3 separate regions of the Sus scrofa genome follow, and regions 1 and 3 are each linked to region 2. A link is a contact called in public HiChIP or PLAC-seq data. All regions are on one chromosome and are shown on one strand. Each heading gives the region's core, a stretch centred on a gene start, on an enhancer-like site or on the middle of the called end of the contact. The rest is flanking DNA. Distances are from core to core; before and after follow the strand shown. Region 1 overlaps ADCY2 (adenylate cyclase type 2). Region 2 has its middle 230 kb from the start of ADCY2. Region 3 holds the start of FASTKD3 (FAST kinase domain-containing protein 3, mitochondrial).

Region 1 (3,004 bases), core at 300-2,799, 580 kb before region 2:
CGAGTGTTTCTCCGACCTACCCAAGCCACACTCCGATCACCGCTCTGCACCTACACCAGCTCACGCAACCCGATCTCCACTGAGGGCAGGACAACCGCACTCATTCCTAGTCGATCTTACCACTGGCCACGAATCCACCCTCTTTTGAGGAAGGACAATGACAGTAGAAGATGCATATCTGGCACGAAAGATGCACTTCTTCTCTCCAAAGGCATCCCAGTTACTGTAAACAAAGACATCTACTCCTAGAGGTTTATTAGCTCATCCAATATTTATAGACAGTGATTCAACTGCCCATCAACCAGGAACTATCCTAGGAGCAATGCAGTCAGCTCTCACATCAGACCTGTTTCCCATTTAGATTCTGTCTTTTAAAGATTCGGTGAGAAATCGTGGTTTTATGAGGTCAAACGGGATTACATACAAAATGTTTCCTTTCACCCAAGCTGCCATTTTCTCCTTGGGTAACTAGGGAATGGCCCCCCCTTACAGAGAAGGTACTTTCCTAGGACACATGACAGAATAAAGAAACAAAGACCCCACTCTTAGGGGTGTGGATATTGTGCTAAAAGCCGTGTCCGCTCTCCGGACATGTGCACAGGTGAGTGAACACACTCCTGAGGAGGAGGAGGCTGAGTTACAAGGCTGTGGGGCGACACTCCTGTCAGAGCAAGGATGCCAAGACTTTCTTGGCATCTGTCAGAATCACTCAGAACTCTGGCCAGTGCTGCCCTGCAGGTCTGTCACAGCTGTCCCTTGCGGCTTGATTTACCAAGCTCTCCTTCGAGCTGGCTGGCACTTTCTCCTGGGAAGCTGGACGCAGGGCACTGAGGCTATAACACACACATGCATGTTACAAAGTCCAGCATGAGGAGCCCATTTTAGGAAACGCTCCTATTTCAGAGCTCTCAGCCCTGCCCTTGGCCTCTCGGTCCATCTTCCTCTCGGTGATATATTCATGGTCATGCAAGAGCCACAGTATCACCTGTCAGGAAAGCTAGGGGTCCTAACGGCTGGGAATACACCTGCTTTCCAGGAAAGTTCCCTTGTCTGGTCTTTAGTCCTTCATCTCACATTCTGAAGACAGCTCTGGGGCCACAGTCAAAGTCTCCTGGGGTCGCCAGGCAGACAGCCCTTGGCCCATGGTCTGGGGCTCTTGGGAGCAGGTGCTGCAAACCTGGGACATCTCTGCCATGGAAGTCTCTCTCGAGCAGGGTCATTCCGAGGGAATTACCTATCCAGATGGGACAATTCCCCAGCTCTCTCCCAATCATAGTTAGGCCCCTTTTGGAAATAAATGATGTCATGATCCAGGTGTGCCTGAGACCAGACGAGGAGGCCTCCATCCCGGAGGAAGGTCCCTTCATCTCTGGAGCAGAAAAGTGGCCTTGGATGCTGTGAACACCGCAGATGGGAGAGGAAGCCAGGAAGAGGGCCAGGATGGAGGAGTTGCCACTGTGAACTTGACACAGCAAGACAACTCCATGCAGGATGCAAGACCAAGGGCCAGCTGGTCCAGGGGGCAAGCCAGCTGTCTGCCTGGGCTTGACTGACGGGCCCTCCCCTGCCAAAGGCACCATCAGTTCTCGCTGTACAGGAGCAGCTGCGAGCAGCCTTATCCTGAGCTGAGCTCCGAGACTGAGCAGGTGGCAGGAGGACGGCATCGTCACGGTGACAGCCCTTAGTGGCCCGTGCCCAGGAGGACCTACATTGGGGCCTGTCCTCGTGTCCTTTCTCAAGGGAGCTGCTGGAGGGAGATGGGCTGTGTGGTCATGCGAGGCGGAAGGGGCCAGCCTCCCTGTCCTCCAGTTAACCACGTGGGAGGACACCTGGGAATCCAGGCTCCCACCTGCTGATGGGCGGGAAGGGGGAGGGCAAGCTGGACCTCCTGTGCCACCTTCTTCCAGGTGTCCTTGAGATGGAGTTCTCAGCAGAGAGGAGTAGAGGAAGAAAAGGGCCATCCCAGCCCTGCAGCTGGCACTGCCGCCCATCTGCTTCCAGCTGGCATCGCCTCACCTGCATCTCCAGGTGTGTTTGGAGAAATTATACCATTTCTAGTACACCGCTGAGGACAGATCCCAAGTAAACGCTCAAGGTCCTTCTCTACTTCTTCAGCCTTATTATTACTGTTATTTTTTATTGGCTGCCCCTGTGGTATATGGACGTTCCTGGGCCAGGGACTGAATCTGAACCTACACCGGATCCTTAACCCACTGCGCCAGGCCGGGGATCAAACCTAAGCCTCTTCAGTGACCTGAGCTGCTGCAGTTGGAGTCTTTTTTTTTTTGTCTTTTGTCTTTTTAGGGCAGCACCCACGGCATACGGAGGTTCCCAAGCTAGGGGTCCAATTGGAGCTGCAGCTGCTGGCCTATGCCAGAGCCACAGCAATGCGGGATCTGAGCCATGTCTGCGACCTACACCACAGCTCACAGGAACGCAGGATCCTTAACCCACTGAACGAGGCCGGGGATCAAACCGCATCCTCATGAGTACTAGTTGGGTTCATTAACTGCTGAGCCGTGATGGGAACTCCTGTAGTTGGAGTCTTAACCCATTCTGCCATAGTGGGAACTCCTCGTCAGCCTTATTTTTTGCTACTTCTTAGTACAAATTGTCCTAGAAGCTAAATATCTCCCTCTGTCTCATCCTTGTCCAGCGTTTAGAGTTCTATCCCTTGGACCTGAGCCCTTTGTCCTTGCTGCCCTGGGACGTCCTTCCATTGATGGCTTGCAGACTCTTTTCTAAGAGTTTACCCAGATGTGTGTCTCCCAGACACCATGAACTCCTGGAAGGCAAACCAATTTCAGGTTCTGAATATCTAGTGATGTACCAGGCACGTATTTACGCTCTCTCTCTCTCTATATCTATATATCTATATAGATATAGATATATAGATATGTATATATATAGATATGTATATATACTTATTTTTTCTGAATGAATGTTCATAGTCTCATCTGTGAAAACTATTGAACATATGTGCCTCTTCTCCTCAACCTCATTT
Region 2 (3,393 bases), core at 588-3,087:
GAGCATCACAGACACAGCCAACCTTAAGGTTCTCAGAGTAGTTTATGATGGATCTTGGATCCCCAACCTCAGACATTTTACAGAGCCCTTGACCCAGATGAGGTGAACCTGTCGTTTGACCACCATGAAAGTGAAAAGGGGACCTAGGGAGCTCGTCAGAGTCACCTCTCATTTTGTTTTTCTCTTCTAAAAGCTTTAAAACATGGGGGGGGGGATCAAATAACGCCAATCATGAGACAGCTCTTCCTGGAGTGAGGAGTCCATCGGGGGACCATATAAAGGTGGCTCTTTGCTGAGATGGCCCTTAATGCCCAGGACGGGACGCCAGGAAAGGGAGCTGGTGGAACCTGTGAAGACGGAGTCCCGTTTCCCACCAATGCCCCAACTGTTAGAAACATGAGCAAAATTAGACACTCCACCACCAAGGGGATTGTTGGTTGCCACTCCCTGGAAAGGCAATGGAATCAATTAGAGATGCTTAGGAAGAGCCGGCAGCCTCGACAAAACCTGTGGGTTCTCTGGTGGGCATCAGCGAACGCTCCTTGTTGGTATTTCCCCTAATGTTGTACTCTCCGCCGTCTCCGAAAGAAGCATCTGCTGTCCTTGATGGGAGACCTAATGATTTCATGTCTCTGCTCTGAGTTGACCTGCGGCTCCGCTGGGGAAAGACCATGGTCGCTGGACAGCTGAGGGCTGGCTCGCCCTCTGCGTTGAGTCACCCACAGGCCAGGACTTACTTTCTGCCGTTGACTTTTTGTGTTTGGCTTCTAAGTTATGTATTGCTTAAATGTCTTCATACTCACCCCTGTAGGACCATAAATCATTCCTACTCCTTTTCCCCTATGCTATACCCCTTGCAAGTATTTTCTCTCACTGTATTTACCTTTTCACTATCAAAAATGGATGTATTTTCCAAAATGAAAGTTAAAGAAGAAAGCAGCATTGCAATAAAAAGTAATGTCTGTGGAATTCCTGTTGTGGCTCAGAGGGTTAAGAACCTGACTGGTATCCGTGAGGTTGTGGGTTCACCTGGCCTCACTCAGTGGGTGAAGGATCCAGGGTTGCTGTGATTTGCAGTGTAGGTCACAGATGCAGCTCGGATCCCACATGGCTGTGGCTGTGGCATAGGCTGGCAGTTCCAGCTCTGATTCGACCTCTAGCCTGAGAACGTCCATATGCCATGGGTGTGGCCCTAAAAAGAGAAAAAAAAACATAATGTCTTTTTTTAAAAAAAGGAATGCTATGAAGAAGGGAAAAAATTAAACCAAACTTTTCAGCAGAGTTTATACAAGAGATTACATCATATCTTAATGGAGATCCTTTTCTATAAAAGAAATCACTTGGCCACGACCATTTTCCCAAATATGCAGAAAATGTACCCAATGGGACTGCCAACATAATATTGCAATGGGTGTTTCTGGAATGCACTCTAGTGTTGTTATAAAAATAGGACACGGTGTTTAAAATGAGACGGTCTAATTGTGGGCACAAACAAAAAACACCTCCCAAAACAATATGAAGAGAGTGAAAATCCAGTTTTCCCCCCTACGGGGATGGACAGGAGCCTGTCCACATTTTCCCTATAAAATCCCCTTGGGTTTGCAGTCTTGCCAACTTAACAACTGGAGGCCACCGCGGGAACATGTCAGAAAGTGGTGTATCTTGCAGAGTTCTGTTTTCCAGTGTGCAGACTGTGCAGAAGGGAAAGTGAAGTACTATTTATTTCTGTAACCTGAATCCAGAGATGAGATTTAATATTTTGCTGAGTAATCACATTCTCTGCATCTCAGATGGTGGGATCCGCCTGCTCCCTGAGGCGCTTCCAGCTGGCCACACAAGATGCCATGGCTGTAGGATTTGAGGGATCTCCTTTGTAAGGTCCACTCACGCCTTTCTGAGTCCTTTGAGAATGCAAACCCAATTTGAACATGGATGCATTGACGTGTCAGCATTCATCTAAAATTTTAATGCAGTGACAAGCAATTTGGAAGAACACATGGTGAGTGGGAAAAGAACCTGAGAATGCCTCGGGAGAAGGACACCACTGGTGCAAATGACTACAAACACAGAAAAAAGACTGAAAGAAAACTCCCCAGGAATGTGAAACATTAATCACTCTGGATTCTCTAATTATAGTCAATTTCTGTGCTATTTTAATACTGTCTACCATGAGCATATATTAATTTATCATAAGAATATAAAAACCAAGCTAGAGTGTTAGTTTTCAAACATGACAAGTTTTTTTTGTTTTTTTTTTTTCCCCCAGTTTTTTTTGTGTCAACCACAAGGATCCATTTTAATTTTAAAGAGTCAGAAGCTGGCCAGTTGAGCTGGGCTTTCAATGATGGTTAAAATGGATGGCGTGAAATGGCCCGAAGGAGAGATTGATGTGGCACCGTGGTGCCCTCTGGTGACAATTCTGGTGTTTAGTTAATCTGTTCATTTTTCATTCATTCACTCACTCAGTCAGTCAACAAAAGGCTATGGACTGCTTACTTAGACTGCCAACATTGTGCTGTACTGACGCAAGGGAGTCACACCCCTTCTCCAACCCACGGAGCCCGGGAAAAGGGACAGTCAACACCACTGAATGTTCGTCCCAGGAACACCTGGCAGGGCAAAAGCCAGTTTGTTAGGGTAATTCAGAACATGCGCAGATGCACTTTTTGCTACACTTGGAGCTCTCAGTCCTAGAGGAAGGCTACGCTTAATCTGGAAGAAACTGTGAGAAAGCACACATAGAGCAGAGCAAGAGGAATGTATGCAGAGGAAGGAGAGGAGATCCCGCTGTTGCGTAATGGGATTGGCGGCATCTCTGCAGGGCCAGGATGCAGGTTCAATCCCTGGCCCAGCCCATCCTGTTAAAGGATCGGTGTTGCCACAGCTGTGGTGTAGGTCACAACTGTGGCTCGGATCTGATCCCTGGCCTGGGAACGCCGTATGCTGTATGCTGCAGGGCAGCCAGCGGAAAAGAAAGAGGAGGAGGAGGAGAGGGAGGGAGAAGAAAATGAGAAAAAAATATAAAGTGACCAGTGTAGGATGAAGTCGGCTGGGAAAACTTGGAGGAAGGCTGTGGCTCCCTCAAGGTTGTAAGCTTGACTTTGGATGATGCTCTCGGGGAGTGTAACCATGGGAGGGAGGGGCTCGGAGACCGGGAGGGGCAGTGCTGTGCTGCTCCCTGCGAGGGCTCTGCCAGATCACGCTCGCCGTCTGCGGCTCACACCAGCGTGTGTCTCTGGGAACCCACCTCACCCCCATCAGTGCCCCCTCCAGGTCTGCCTGCCACCCCATCACGTTCAACTCCCTTCTCTAGGACCAGTGGCTGTAAAGGGCAGGAAGGTCTCCAGGGAATTTCCCACGTCCCTGGCTCCTCCTGTCCTGTCCCCAGCTTGG
Region 3 (3,309 bases), core at 241-2,740, 690 kb before region 2:
AACCAAAATTTTGGCTTTTGGTAAATGAACCACAATACTTTTGTTGTTGTTGTTCCTCTGGCCAATTAAATCTAAGGGCAATTTGGCCACGAAGAAATGAAAGGGCAAAAGAACAGTATTAAATCGCAATGCTAAAAATCATGGACTAGCCTACGGAACAGAACAGCGCCTGGACAGAGCGGGCGCTCTAGTGGTCAGCAAGATGACAGGATAAGGGAATCGCAGGAAGACACCACGCACTTGGAGCTGACTGTAAAAGCGCAGTGATGGAAAACAGCTGTTACAACCAAGGTCCGGGAGGGCGTCCCAGGAGACACACACAGGCCTGAGGGCTTCAAAGCACGAACCCCTTGGTACCTTGGCGAGAAGGTCCTCCAGCCCACGTTCCTCAGAGGTGGTTTTGCTGCACCAAGAAAGAACAGAGACCACTCCAACCGAGAAGAAACAAATTAGGAGTCTTTATTACAGGCCACACTGCCTAAAAGCGGCTTGAGTGTGAAGCCCCGAACAAAGAAACGGACCGTGTTTATAAAGACAAACTTACATTCAGGTTGGGAAGGGGTGCGCATGCATAAACAGGGGTGTAAAAACAAAGGGACAGTTAAAATACTTCAAACCTTAACTAGTGAGAGTGTTTAAGTTAACAATAATGATTTGTTAAGTAAGGTTCATATCGTCTAACTTAAAGCAGGCAGCTTATGTCGGTGCCAGAAAGGCAATTAGATGGGTAACCTTGCAGCATCTCAGTCCCCCTTAGCAGCTAACTTCGTTCTTCTAGGAAAGGGAGCTGCGGCCGGAGACTTGGGCACCGGGCTGATTGCTTTACACCGGCCCTGCGCAATGTCAACAAGGCCCAGGCCTGTGTCCGGAGCTGTGGGATGTTAACAGGGCCCAGGCTTAGGTTCTTCAGTTCCCCGCACCGGCAGGGCACCGTCACGCGAAGAAAGAGCGGAACACGAGGGGCCGCGTTCCCGGCATCCCTGAGTCTCAGGCGCCCCGTCCCGGTCTCCGCACCTGACCCCGCGCTCCGATGTGCCCTTTACCCTCGTCTAGTACAGTGTTCAGAACCAAAACGCCGACGGAGAAGGGGCTCAAAGCCACCTTCGGGACTGGCTCCGCTCGCGCAAACGCCGCCCAGGACTCCGTCCGAGAGGCCGCGAATAGCTTTTAGGACCAAGACCCAGGTTCAGCCCGCCCTCCGGCCGCGTTGCCCGGAGGGCGCGGAGGCCAGTGTCCTCCCCCACCCTCAGCTCCCTCCCTCGGGTCCGTGCCGGGCATGTGCCCAGACGGAGAAGCGACAGCTGCCCCATACTCACCTGCGCGCGTCCGGCCCGGACGCTGGGGAAGGCGTAGGTACTGCGAGCCCGGCTCCCGCGCCTGCGCACACGGTCGCGGCGTGCGTACTCGGCTCCCGAGACCAATAGGAGGCTCGCGAGAGGAGCTGGGCCAATCACGGCGCGCCGGACGTGGGGCGGCCTCCGGACCTTGCGCATGCGCCCGGCTGCTGAGAGCCCCCGCCGCGGTGCGCGCGTACGGAGGCCCACGAGGTTCTGGCGCCTCCAGGGCTGCTAGGACCCCCGGCGCGCTGAGTCCGGTAGGTGCCCATCCCGGCTTTGGGCTCTGATGGCCGCGCCGGGCGTGCGTCGTCCGCGGCTCCGCCCAGCCGCGCACGCCGCCCTTGTTCGCCCAGCTCCGCGGACGCCGTAGCCGCCCTCCCGGTGCTTGAGCGCAGGTTTCCTGGAGCACCAGGTTCAGGGACGCCCGGCCCATCGCGTCCTTTCACTCCGAGGTGGACGCCAGCCCCCGGGCGCCCGGTCCCCCCTTGTCCCGCACGCCTGTGGTCCCAGCTCGCAGCGCGGGGCGTTCAGGTGCGCACCGGCGAACCACCTTCCCCCTTTATTGACTAACATTTTGCTTTTCAAATTCTTTCTTTGCCCCCATTTGCCGAGTTAGAACTTCTTGTTTCTCAGTCCCAGCCAAATCCTGACGGCTGAAGGGAAACCAACACCTCGGGGCCCTTTAAGCGCGTTTTTCACCTTTGCTTTGACCGATCCGAATTAATGGTCCTTTTTTGAGGGAGTTGAACCAAGCGCCAGTCCTCCCATCAGCCGACACTTCCGAGGCGCGCTTAGCATCCAGACTGCCTGAGTTTGAAGCCTGGCTCTGCCACTTACTAGCAGTTTCAATTTGACGACATGACATCTTTGCGCTTCAGCGGGCTCGTTTCTAAAATGACATAAAAGGACTTAATCCGCTGTGTTGTTGGGAGACTTCAGCATAGCACTGCCTGGCAAATGATAGCGATTTTTGTAACTAGATCCAGGCGCCTGCTCTTCTGGTACTTAATGTTGGAGAGGGAAATGTTTAGGGGGAATCACTCCTATGGGGTTCTCATCCGTAGTTTCATAAACACCGATGTTGAGTGAACCGTGTTCTCATATGTTTGACCATGTTTTCTGTTCTTTAACATAGTGACAGATCGAGAGGTGTTGATCTAATGGCATGGCCTTAATTACCTTGCGGAGAAACCTTTGTCATTTATCTGATTTTCGAATACATGGAGCTCTGGCTGCTCTGAAAAATCCACGTGTAAATCACGTTCACAAGATAGTCCAGGAGCATCTGTGTCTGTGGTTCTGTTCACTGCAGCCCGGGCCCGCCAGGGTCAGGTTCCATCATGCCCACTGTAAAAAGTTCCATTCGGAAAATGGAAATGACCTTCATCCCGTTGGCGAGCCAGTGTTCTCTCAAGTACACGATTGGGACAGGTTCGAACAAACCGTGAAAAATGTGGACGAAGAGATGTGTTGCAGGAGACTAAACAACCTTGGTTCATCAGGAGAAGTCCTGCGTTTTATAAGCACACTGCCGGCTTTACCTGAGACTGTGGCAGCAGAAGCCTTACACCGGATTTGTGAAGTGGAAAAGAAAGACGGTGCTCATTGGCTGCCCAAGGAAATCCTGGAGAATAGTGTCTTTCAAGCTTTGTGTGATCAGGTTGGACGGGACCCCTCAAATCTGTCAAACGCGGGTTTGGTGACTGCTTTGCAAGCCCTGACTCCTCTGCAGGCGGAGCCTCAAAGTAGTTTGTTGCTGAACCTGCTGGCAGAGTGCCAGCACCGTCTGGAAGGGGGCCGTCTGGACATTCACAGTCTTTGTATTCTCGGGGAGAGTCTGATTAAACTGCAAGGTCCAGGCTGTTCAACACTAGAACTGATTCTGTGTCAACTGCAGGGAGAAAATGTGGAAAAATTTCCCCCCGAGGATATCCTGTCCCTTTACAGGATACTGCAGGCGTGTCCCGAAAAA

The links. HiChIP or PLAC-seq counts read pairs in DNA pulled down with a chosen protein or histone mark.
Region 1: a contact with region 2 is called in an H3K27ac HiChIP or PLAC-seq map of skeletal muscle, with 10 times the contacts expected there. The contact joins two enhancer-like sites. A contact is called at or near these places in 2 of 47 Hi-C or Micro-C datasets (embryonic fibroblasts and epiblast stem cells) and 1 of 2 datasets of contacts at active chromatin or transcription factors (skeletal muscle).
Region 3: a contact with region 2 is called in an H3K27ac HiChIP or PLAC-seq map of skeletal muscle, with 10 times the contacts expected there. The contact joins the promoter of FASTKD3 here to the enhancer-like site in region 2. A contact is called at or near these places in 7 of 47 Hi-C or Micro-C datasets (brain, embryonic fibroblasts, fetal skeletal muscle and 3 more) and 1 of 2 datasets of contacts at active chromatin or transcription factors (skeletal muscle).

What each region holds. Positions count from the first base shown.
Region 1 is chr16:74,371,737-74,374,740 of Sscrofa11.1, forward strand. All of the region lies in intron 18 of ADCY2 (adenylate cyclase type 2), which reads right to left. Among named protein-coding and RNA genes, the nearest start is that of C16H5orf49, 85 kb to the left of the region's middle. Within about 2 kb of position 1,550, at least 4 of the 83 cell types and tissues checked have an H3K27ac peak or open chromatin away from gene starts, as enhancers often do. A contact at or near this core is called in skeletal muscle, where this site is marked.
Region 2 is chr16:74,954,779-74,958,171 of Sscrofa11.1, forward strand. No RefSeq gene overlaps it. Among named protein-coding and RNA genes, the nearest start is that of ADCY2, 230 kb to the left of the region's middle. Within about 2 kb of position 1,838, at least 2 of the 83 cell types and tissues checked have an H3K27ac peak or open chromatin away from gene starts, as enhancers often do. A contact at or near this core is called in skeletal muscle, where this site is marked.
Region 3 is chr16:74,269,428-74,272,736 of Sscrofa11.1, forward strand. It overlaps FASTKD3 (FAST kinase domain-containing protein 3, mitochondrial), which reads left to right and starts at 1,491. Exons shown (of 8, transcript XM_003134149.4): 1 at 1,491-1,594; 2 at 2,473-3,309. The coding sequence starts at 2,503. It overlaps MTRR (methionine synthase reductase), which reads right to left and starts at 1,401. Exons shown (of 14, transcript XM_021076617.1): 1 at 1,317-1,401.